Linked DNA regions of Mus musculus: region 1 is linked to region 2. Evidence: chromatin contacts called from public ChIA-PET data. All regions are on one chromosome and are shown on one strand. The core of a region is the stretch at or near the end of the contact, and the rest is flanking DNA. Distances in the headings are between cores, read along the strand shown.

What was found. ChIA-PET counts read pairs in DNA pulled down with a chosen protein or histone mark.
Region 1: a contact with region 2 is called in an RNA polymerase II ChIA-PET map of memory CD8 T cells, with 26 read pairs. The contact joins two enhancer-like sites. A contact is called at or near these places in 5 of 484 Hi-C or Micro-C datasets (3T3-L1-derived adipocytes, CD4 T cells, the HPC-7 cell line and 2 more) and 1 of 115 datasets of contacts at active chromatin or transcription factors (memory CD8 T cells).

The regions. Positions count from the first base shown.
Region 1 is chr7:58,757,951-58,762,127 of GRCm38.p6, forward strand. All of the region lies in intron 2 of Atp10a (ATPase, class V, type 10A), which reads left to right. Among named protein-coding and RNA genes, the nearest start is that of Gm39019, 29 kb to the left of the region's middle. Within about 2 kb of position 1,526, at least 17 of the 459 cell types and tissues checked have an H3K27ac peak or open chromatin away from gene starts, as enhancers often do. A contact at or near this core is called in memory CD8 T cells, where this site is marked.
Region 2 is chr7:58,567,655-58,572,423 of GRCm38.p6, forward strand. No RefSeq gene overlaps it. Among named protein-coding and RNA genes, the nearest start is that of Atp10a, 88 kb to the right of the region's middle. Within about 2 kb of position 1,762, at least 22 of the 459 cell types and tissues checked have an H3K27ac peak or open chromatin away from gene starts, as enhancers often do. A contact at or near this core is called in memory CD8 T cells, where this site is marked.

The sequences.
Region 1 (4,177 bases), core at 276-2,775, 190 kb after region 2:
CTTAATATGCTGGTGGTGTTTGGAGGTGAGGTCTCAGGGATGTAATCAGAATTAAATCCGGTCATAAAATAGAGCTTCCATATGATGTTTGTGGCATTATAAGAATAAGAAGATTGTCTTGGAACATTATGCCTCCTAGTATACTATGAAGGAACAAGGAGGTTCTTACTAGATGTGGGTTCTATGATGTTGGACTTTCCAGTTTCCTACCATGTCCCATGTTTTGCTATAGTAATTGAAAGGGACATAGCTTTTGTTCAGTGTAAAATTAGTACAGTTGTGAGTAGTTAGTTGTGAGTAGTTTGTTCTAAGGTCCTAGTGGGAAACAAGCAGAGGAAGATGAGGAGTTTATATGACTTGAGTGGGGGAGGGTTTGAGTCAATGAAAGGCAGATTGGAGCAACTCTTATAAAGAAGAACATTTAATTGGGACTGGCTTACAGTGTCAGGAGTTTAGTCCATTGTCATCATAGCAGGATGGATGGTAGCCTGCAGGCAGACATGAGCTAGATGATCAGAGAGTTCTACATCTTGATATGAAGGCAGCCAGGAAGAGATTGGGAGACTGTGTTCCACATTGGATAGATCTTGAGCACAGCAGACCTCACAGCGCCCCCTCACAGATGACTCATTTATTCCAACAATGCTACACAAACCCTAACAAGGCCACATCGCCTAGAAGTGCCACTCCCTATGGGCCAAGCATTCAAACACATGTGTCTGTTGGGGCCAAACCTATTCAAACCACCACACCCAGTGTGGGGAGGAATAAGGAAAGTTTGAGTGTCCTAAAAGTGAGTCCTGAGCTGAAGTGAAGGGAGTTGCCGCCAACTGGAACCTTGCTGTCATCTGGAGTTAATCAGCTTTGCCAGTTGCTAATACCCTGAACCTAATAAACAGATGCTATATTTATTAGCTGGAATAAAAAAAAAAAGGAAGCCCAGTTGCACTGACAGTCATTTCATTAAATTTACACAGCCAGGCTGTGAATGCTTTTAATCCAAGCACTTGAGAGGCAGAGGAAGGTGAATCCCTGAGTTTGAGCCCAGCTTAGTCTACAGAGTAAATTCCAAGACTACAGCCAATGCTACACAGCGAAACCCTCTTTTGAAAAAAGACAAAACAACAACAAAAATATTATATACACATGTATTTTAGATTTTGGAAAATTAAATCAGGACTCTAAGCAGGTAATGTTGCAAACTTTGTGAGTGTGTGGAGGTGGAAAGCAATTGTGTTCTTAAAATCACAGTCTCCATAAGAGGAAGCTAGCTTTCATTGATCAGACGACAGTGCTGCTCCTGTTAGCTAGCTTTTTTAGCTTCCTCTTAAAATTTTTCTCAAAAAATAAAGGGAAAACTAGTGTACCACCAAGGAAAAACACACATATGCGAACACACACACACACACACACACACACACACACACGTTGCCAATTTCAACTACTTGTCTTTATACTTGTTCTATTGAGGTGAGGTTGACACATTGCCTACTGTGCATAGTGAAAGTGTGCAGGTGCAGGAAAGAGCCCTGGCAAAAGTGAGAAACCCCACAACAGTCAGGCAACTGTCATACTAAAGCTGGGAGGCGCTTTCTGCACTTCTTCCTGTGTTCCCAAACTATTGATCTTTAAGTCACTTAAGACTGGGGTTTTCGAGAAAGTTGTATAAATGCACATTGTAAATTTTGGACCTGGCTTTTTTTCACTCAGTATGTATGTTTAGAAGTTGGGCTACATTGTGTGGATGAATAGTTTCTTCCTTTTTTTTTATAGCTAATAGTATTCAATATAATATAGCTATATATACTGTATTGACTTATTCAGCAGTTGATAGACATTTGAGGTAATAACAGTATGGGGTTAACAAAAAAGAAAAGAAGATGTGGACTAACTTGATCAGTTGGGAAATTTTCTAAAAGGGCTAAGCCATTTTGCAACCTACCAGCAGGGCACAAGTTTTCCATTTTCTCCTCACTCTCAGAGGCACTTGGCATTGAGGAACGGTCACCCAGTGCGCATGCTTGAATTGTGGTGTCATAAATAATGTATGATTTGCCACACTGTCACTTTAAATGTACACTTTAATGATAAACACTTCTTTCAGGTATTGTATAGTGTTAGCACATTTTGCCCCTAAAAATCTATCATATTTCAAACAGAAACTCATAAAAATACCAGGCAGGAGCTGTCATTTTCTCCATCTTCTAGCCCCTGGTCATCTACCTGCTTCTGTCTACACATTTGCCCTGTGTGATTCTGTGTTCAGCCTTTAACAACTTCCTGTTTATTCTCACTTGTGATGCCCAGAAGCTCCAATAGCTCCGCTTCCTTGCCAACACTGCCTTTACTCTTTTGGGAGATGTTTTCATAGATCAGAAATTTTACCAGTGATTTTTGTTTTCACAATGCTAGGTGCAACCAGTTGCCTTTTGCCTTTTTGCTCATTCTAGTTCTTTACCCTTGTTTTGTTTTTGCACTAGGTTTTATTATGCAGTTTGCAGTAGCCTGAAACTTACTGTTACCAGACTGATCTTGAGCTCACAACAATTCCCCTGCCTCATGAGTGCTCAGAGGTATAAGCCACACAGTTGGCTCATGTCCTTTTTGTTTTCGATTGTTACTTTTCTACTCTTCTATTAAATTCTTGTTGGACATATGATTACAATGTTCTGTGGGCTACCAGAAGATATTATTGTAAACAATTCTTTTCATTCTAATGACAACATCCCTTCATGTCCCCATGTTCCTACTATTTATAAAGTTCTTTTTACCCATTTGTCGCTTGTACATTTGCTCATATATTTTAAAGACCATCATTTTATACTTCAGGAATATTTGCCACATATTCAGCTAATAATTTAATGGTTTTAACTCATATTTATATCACTGACTGACACTGTATTATCTTTTATGTGTAGTGTCATATAGGCCTCCAAATACATTCATTTTTGTTTGTTTTCATGTGTAGTGTATGTGTATGTTCATGCTGGTGTGTGTGTCTGTGTGCACTAGAGGTAGACATGAGTGTCTTCCTAAATCACTATCTTATTATTTGAAACATCTCTCATTGAATCTAGGTCTCGCTAATGTGGCTAGACTGGCTGTCGAATTGGCAATGAATTCTGGGAGTCCACTTATTAGTGTTACTCCCAGCCCTTGTCTGACAGACATCAGATCTTTCCATGGGTGCCAGGAATCTGAAGTCCAATCTTCATGATTTTGTGGCAGGCAGTAACCAACTGAGCCATCTCCTTAGTTCTTTGCTTTCTTTTGTTTGAGACAGGGTCTCACTGTATAGCACTGGCTGACCCAGAACCCAATACATACCAGGATGGCCTTGAATTTATAGTGATCTGTGCCTCTGCCTCCTGAGTGCTGGGCAAATATTCCTGTATAAGTAGAAACTCAGTTGATCTGGCAATATTTGTTGAATACTTATTTTTCCCATTCACAGACATTATACCAATCTCAAATATCATTTGACTATGTATGTAAGGAGGTACTGATAATTGTTTTGGCTGTTCTGGCCTTAGGCAATAACACGCTGCTTTAATTACTGTAGTTCTTTGGATTAAATTTTGAAATCGACTTCTGTCTTCTTTCTGAGAATCATTTTGGCTGTTTCTGATCCCTGTAATTCTACATAAATATGAGAACTGGCTTTTCCATTTCTGGAAAAACAAAATAAATAAAAAAGCTCGCTGCCATCATGACAGGCTGCAGCACTGCGTTTGGAGATCTAGTTTAGTAATGCCTGAGTGACTTTTCTTGTTGTGATACAATACTCTGACAACTTGAGAGTGGGGATTTATTTTGGCTCACAATCCAAAGTACAGCCCATCATGACAAGGAAGGTCCTGGCAGCAGGAGCTTGAGGTAGCAGGTCACAGTGCATCTATAGTCACAAAGCAGAGAATGGTGGATGTCAATGCCCAGCGTACTTTCTTTTTTATCAAGCTGGAATCCAGCCTTTAGAATGCTGCTGCCTACATGTAGGATCTTCTCACCTCCATGATTTAATCTAGATAATCTCTTACTAGTTTGCCTCGAGGATTCAGGATAAATCTTGATGTTTATAGGTCCTATGGCATCATAACATTTTAAAGTCACTCTGCCTATAAGTACTAGCTGCATTTTCATTTACATGTGACTTCTATCCATTTTTCCACTGAGGCTT
Region 2 (4,769 bases), core at 512-3,011:
AAAAGTTATAATACCATTCCAAAGATTATCACAGTTGCAGAATAGTCACAAAAAACTAACAAAACCCAGTACATTTACACAAGAACTGGACCCTGGGAAATCATACCCCAAATATGTCACTTTTACAGGCTGGGTTTTTTTTTGTTTTGTTTTGTTTTTTTGTTTGTTTGTTTGTTTGTTTTTTTAGTTAAAACCAAAACTGTCTCAGACTCAGTGTCTCTCTGGGTTTTATCCAAATCCTGCCTCCTACCTCTGTTTCCCTCCTATCTTAGCGACTGTCCCATAATAATTTGCTTAATTTGGGATTTACTTACAGTTTCTGAGGGTTAATCTAATGATAATCATGATGGGTAATATGGCAGGAACAGACAGGCAGGCATAGTGTTGAAGAAGTAGCTGAGAGCTCACGTCTGATAGGCAAATTACAGACAGAGAGAAAGTGATAAGGACTGGGCTTGGTGTAGACTTTTGAAACCTCAAAGCTGACCACCCTCCAACACATCTCAGAGACTTCCTCCAACAAGACTACACCTCCCAGTCCTTTCCCCACTGAGCATCCCACACCAAGCATTCAAACATATGAGTCTAGGAGGATTACTCTCATTCTACTCATGACACTCCTGAAACACAGAAGAGGACTTTAAAAGACTGTTTTAAACTTATTTTGGGAGTGCTGTGTGTGTGTGTGTGTGTGTGTGTGTGTGTGTGTGTGTGTGTGTGTGTGTGTGTGTCAGGCTTGGGGTGTCCATCTTTTCCTGTCTGAGCCATCTTGCCAGTTCAAGGAAGAGACAAGTTTCTTTTTGGAACTGAAGACTAGTTCCCCTATAAGATTAGCTCACAGTATAAACAACATCCCTCAGAGAGCCCAGACAAATGTTGACCTAAGCTACCCCCACCCTGAGGCTTTATGTATCTCCCAAAAATACTTTCTCTTTTTTGTTTGAAGCCTCACCGTCACCCATCTCCTAAGAGGATGCAATTTCTAAACTCTGGTGGGATGTTGGGAGAGTGAGGGCCTCATAACCCAGATACATTTCTCTGCTCACTACAACTCTAACACTCCAGCTGAAAACTGAGCCTCCAGAGGTGAGAAAGACAGTTTCTTGGGCCCCAAAGAGAAAGCTATGGGAAGTCAGAGGCATCCCTGAGTCAATCATAAGGGGTGGAAGACTGAGTCCCAGAGGACATTTTATAGAGAGATATCTGGAATGTAGTAAGGAACAATGAAAGTTAAAAAACAAAACAAAACAAAACATGAGAGGACAGGAAAGAACTCAGCTGAAGATAAACCAAGGCAGCACCTGAGGTGTGGCAATCATATCCACGGTGCTAGGCAGAGGAAGTTGGGGGAATGGGGGGGGGGGGGCAGGGGCAGGAAGCCAACAGCAAAAGTGCAGGCTGCTTCCTAGAGTGAGAGTGTCGGGTGTACTTTGCAACTGTTGTTCTAGGCTTGAGAAGCTCATTTCAGTACTCCTGACATTTTGGGTAAGATAATTTTTGTGAGGGCCACCTTGAAAATTGTAGGGTACCTAACAGAATTTTTGGATTTCACCCACAAGATTCCAGTAGTTAGAAAACACCAAGTCTCTCCTAAAGGGAAAAACCAGTACCCACTCAAAAATCATTCAAGCATTTTCCCAGTTCAGGTGGGATTGGTCAAAGACTGGGAAAGAGTCTGTGGAAGCCTCATGGGCAGGGTCTGTGTCAGGGTGAGACAGAAGTACCACCTGGAAGAATGTCTGAGACTAAATAACATGAAAGTGGGAGTGAGCAAGAGCCTACAATGCCAACAAGACATGGTGGCTGATATGTCATGTTAATGACAAGCTGGAGTCACTGAGCAACAAGGGGAAGTTCCACTGGCAAATGCCCCATTATAAGTATTTTTCAGTAAGGATGTAAGCATTTACTATGAGATTTCTTAACATGAAGCAGGAAAGATATTTTGCGTTTAGTCATAAAAACATCAACCTAAAGGGAAAGAGTTTGCTGACATTCACTGTCAGAGATTTCAGTCCGGGCTCACTTGACCCATTTAGCCTATGGTACAGTGGCAATCATGGCTGAAACTTTTGAGTAGAGGAAACTGCTCAGTTCATCAGACAGCAAAGAGACAGACAGAGGGCTTCACAGACCCAATATCTCCTTCAAAGGCATGTCCTACATCCTCACCTCAGTAGGTCTATCTTTTATAGATTTCACTAATTGACAGCAGGACTCAGAAGCTGATAATCATGCCTATAACGCATGGATATTTGGAGATATTTAAGATCCAAACTGTAATAACCCAATAGAAGCTAAATGCTTCTTTCTGGATATCATTTCTTTACAGGCAGTCAGTGAAGCTCTGACCTTACCTTGAGCCTCCTAGGGAAATGTTTTGGAAGAATCAACTGAGTAAGAAAGTAGGGATGTGGACTCAGAGAGCAAGGGAGCACAGGAGACTCACAAGAAATTAAAGTCAGAGGTCACAGAGAACAAGAGAGGCAGCTATCAGTGGAGTATCTAGAATAAATGTGGCCAACAGTCTGAGTGGGTAAGAAGATACAGGGAAGAGGAACTGGTGAGAAGGGTGGAGGAAGAGCAGGAAGAGTCCAATACATCCCAGCACCAAAGATATCTAAACTGCCTTGGGAATCAGATGCCTTTCTGTGTCAGCTAATGTCAGAACTGGTCTGCTTATCTTTCTACGTCACATGCAAATCTGTACTATCAGCTTCAATGTTCTTGGCAATTCCATTATCATTCTTCCACACGAAAGTGACAAGCCCCAGCATCACTTCACCTAATCCCTTTTTATCCTTTGATAGCTAATGTAAATATAGATATTGATGTAACAATTTAGTTTCCCAGAGTTCCAAAGTCAGTCAGTTCTTGTAGGTTGCCAAGGCCGCTCTCTATCCCCTTTGCCAATGTTTTCATTATATCAAATCTAAGTTATATTTCTGTCTTTCCAAAATCCCATTTTAATCATTCCATTCCCTTGCTCAGCAGCCATCTGTGAGTGTCATGGAAGCTCAGCCTCAAATCTTCCCTCCTTACCTTGTGATTTGATGCCCTCTTCTATGAGGTCTCATCTACAAATTCCCACAATAAACTTGTGATCCAACACCAGCTCAAATCCTGGATGTTCTACTCTCATTGTCTTTTCTCATGCTGCGTTTCCTGCTTGAAGGAGCACTGCTCCATCACCTGCCTGCCAACAGCATCACTTCCTTCAGGCATGATCCCCTTCTTTCCAGGGCCTCAGCTGCCTATGGCTTCTTTTTATCTCTACATCACAGTACATTATTATCTATATGTTTACTGTATCCTCCCAGGTGGCTATGGATATCCGAGGGATTGCATCAGTAAAGATCTGCATGTGGCCAATGCTTTTGTAAATGCAAGCTGAGAATGAAGTAAAAACCGACAAAGAAGCAATTTCAGTAGCATCCTGCTGTCTGATTTTTTTTTTTTTTTTACTTTTATGGGAAAATGGACACCAAGAGACACAAGTGCTAGTTGGAAATTATCCACTTTAATTAAAGAAAGATAGGGATGAGAACTTAAGGGAGGAGAGAGAATGAAAGAAGCTCTGGCTTTGTCTATTGTTTGAAAACTTGCTCTGAAAATGAGAAGACAGCAGGTAAAAACAAACAAACACCATTCAAAATTTTACTGATATTTCCAGAACTCACAGACAGAAGTTACAATATTATATAATAACTGAATGGTTGAATAAATAATAAATTTAGAAACTAGGGTGACAGTAGTTTGACAGTTAAAAGCACTTGCTATTCTTTCAGAGGACTTGAGTTCAGTTCCAAGCACCCACACAGCAGCTCAAAACAAACTGTAACTTAACTTCCCCGACACACTCTCTTTGTCTTTCCAGTCACCAAGTACATTTTTGTACACATACATAAAAGCAAGCAAACACTCATAAAAATAAAATCAAATGACTATTTTAAAAATGTTAACTTGTCTGTTTCCAGAGTTGATTTTATTATGAAATAATTGTTATGACAATTTCTGTTAATGTAAAATATATAGTGTGCTCTCTTTATCTTTATGAATACATTCCAAAATCCCTGGTGGATGACTAAAACTATGAATGATACTGCAATATGTGTCCTGGTTAACTTTAACTGTCAACTTGGTATAATCTAGAGTAATCTGAGAAGAAACCCTCAAACAAGAAATTGCCTCCGGGCAGTGGTGGCACACGCCTTTAATCCCAACATTTAGGAGGAAGAGGCAGGCAGATTTCTGAGTTCGAGGCCAGCCTGGTCTATAGAGTGAGTTCCAGGACAGCCAGGGATGCACAGAGAAACTGTGTCTCAAAAAAAAAAAAATTTAAAAAAAAAGAAGAAACGAAGAGGGGAAGGGGGAAGGGGGAAGGGAGGGGAGGAGAGGAGAGGAAAGGTGATTTAGGAGGGCACACATCACAGTGGGTGGCACCATTCCTGGGCAGATGATCCTAAAACTGTAAAAACTATATCTGAACATGTGCCGGCCTGCAAGCACTCTCCTCCATGTTTCCTGATCATCTTCTTTGGATGTGAAGTTAACTTTTTAAGCTATGCTGCATAGGCCTTTCTTTGAGTTCCTATCTTAATTTCCCTCTGTGATGGACTGGAATCTAGAGTTGATAGCTAAGAATGTTCCTGGAACTAGATAGATGCCTCCATGTTTAACTACACTGGCTGCTCCTGCAGGGGACTCAGGTTTAATTCTCAACATCCATACATCAGTTTACAACTGCCTGTAACTCTAGTTCCAGATCT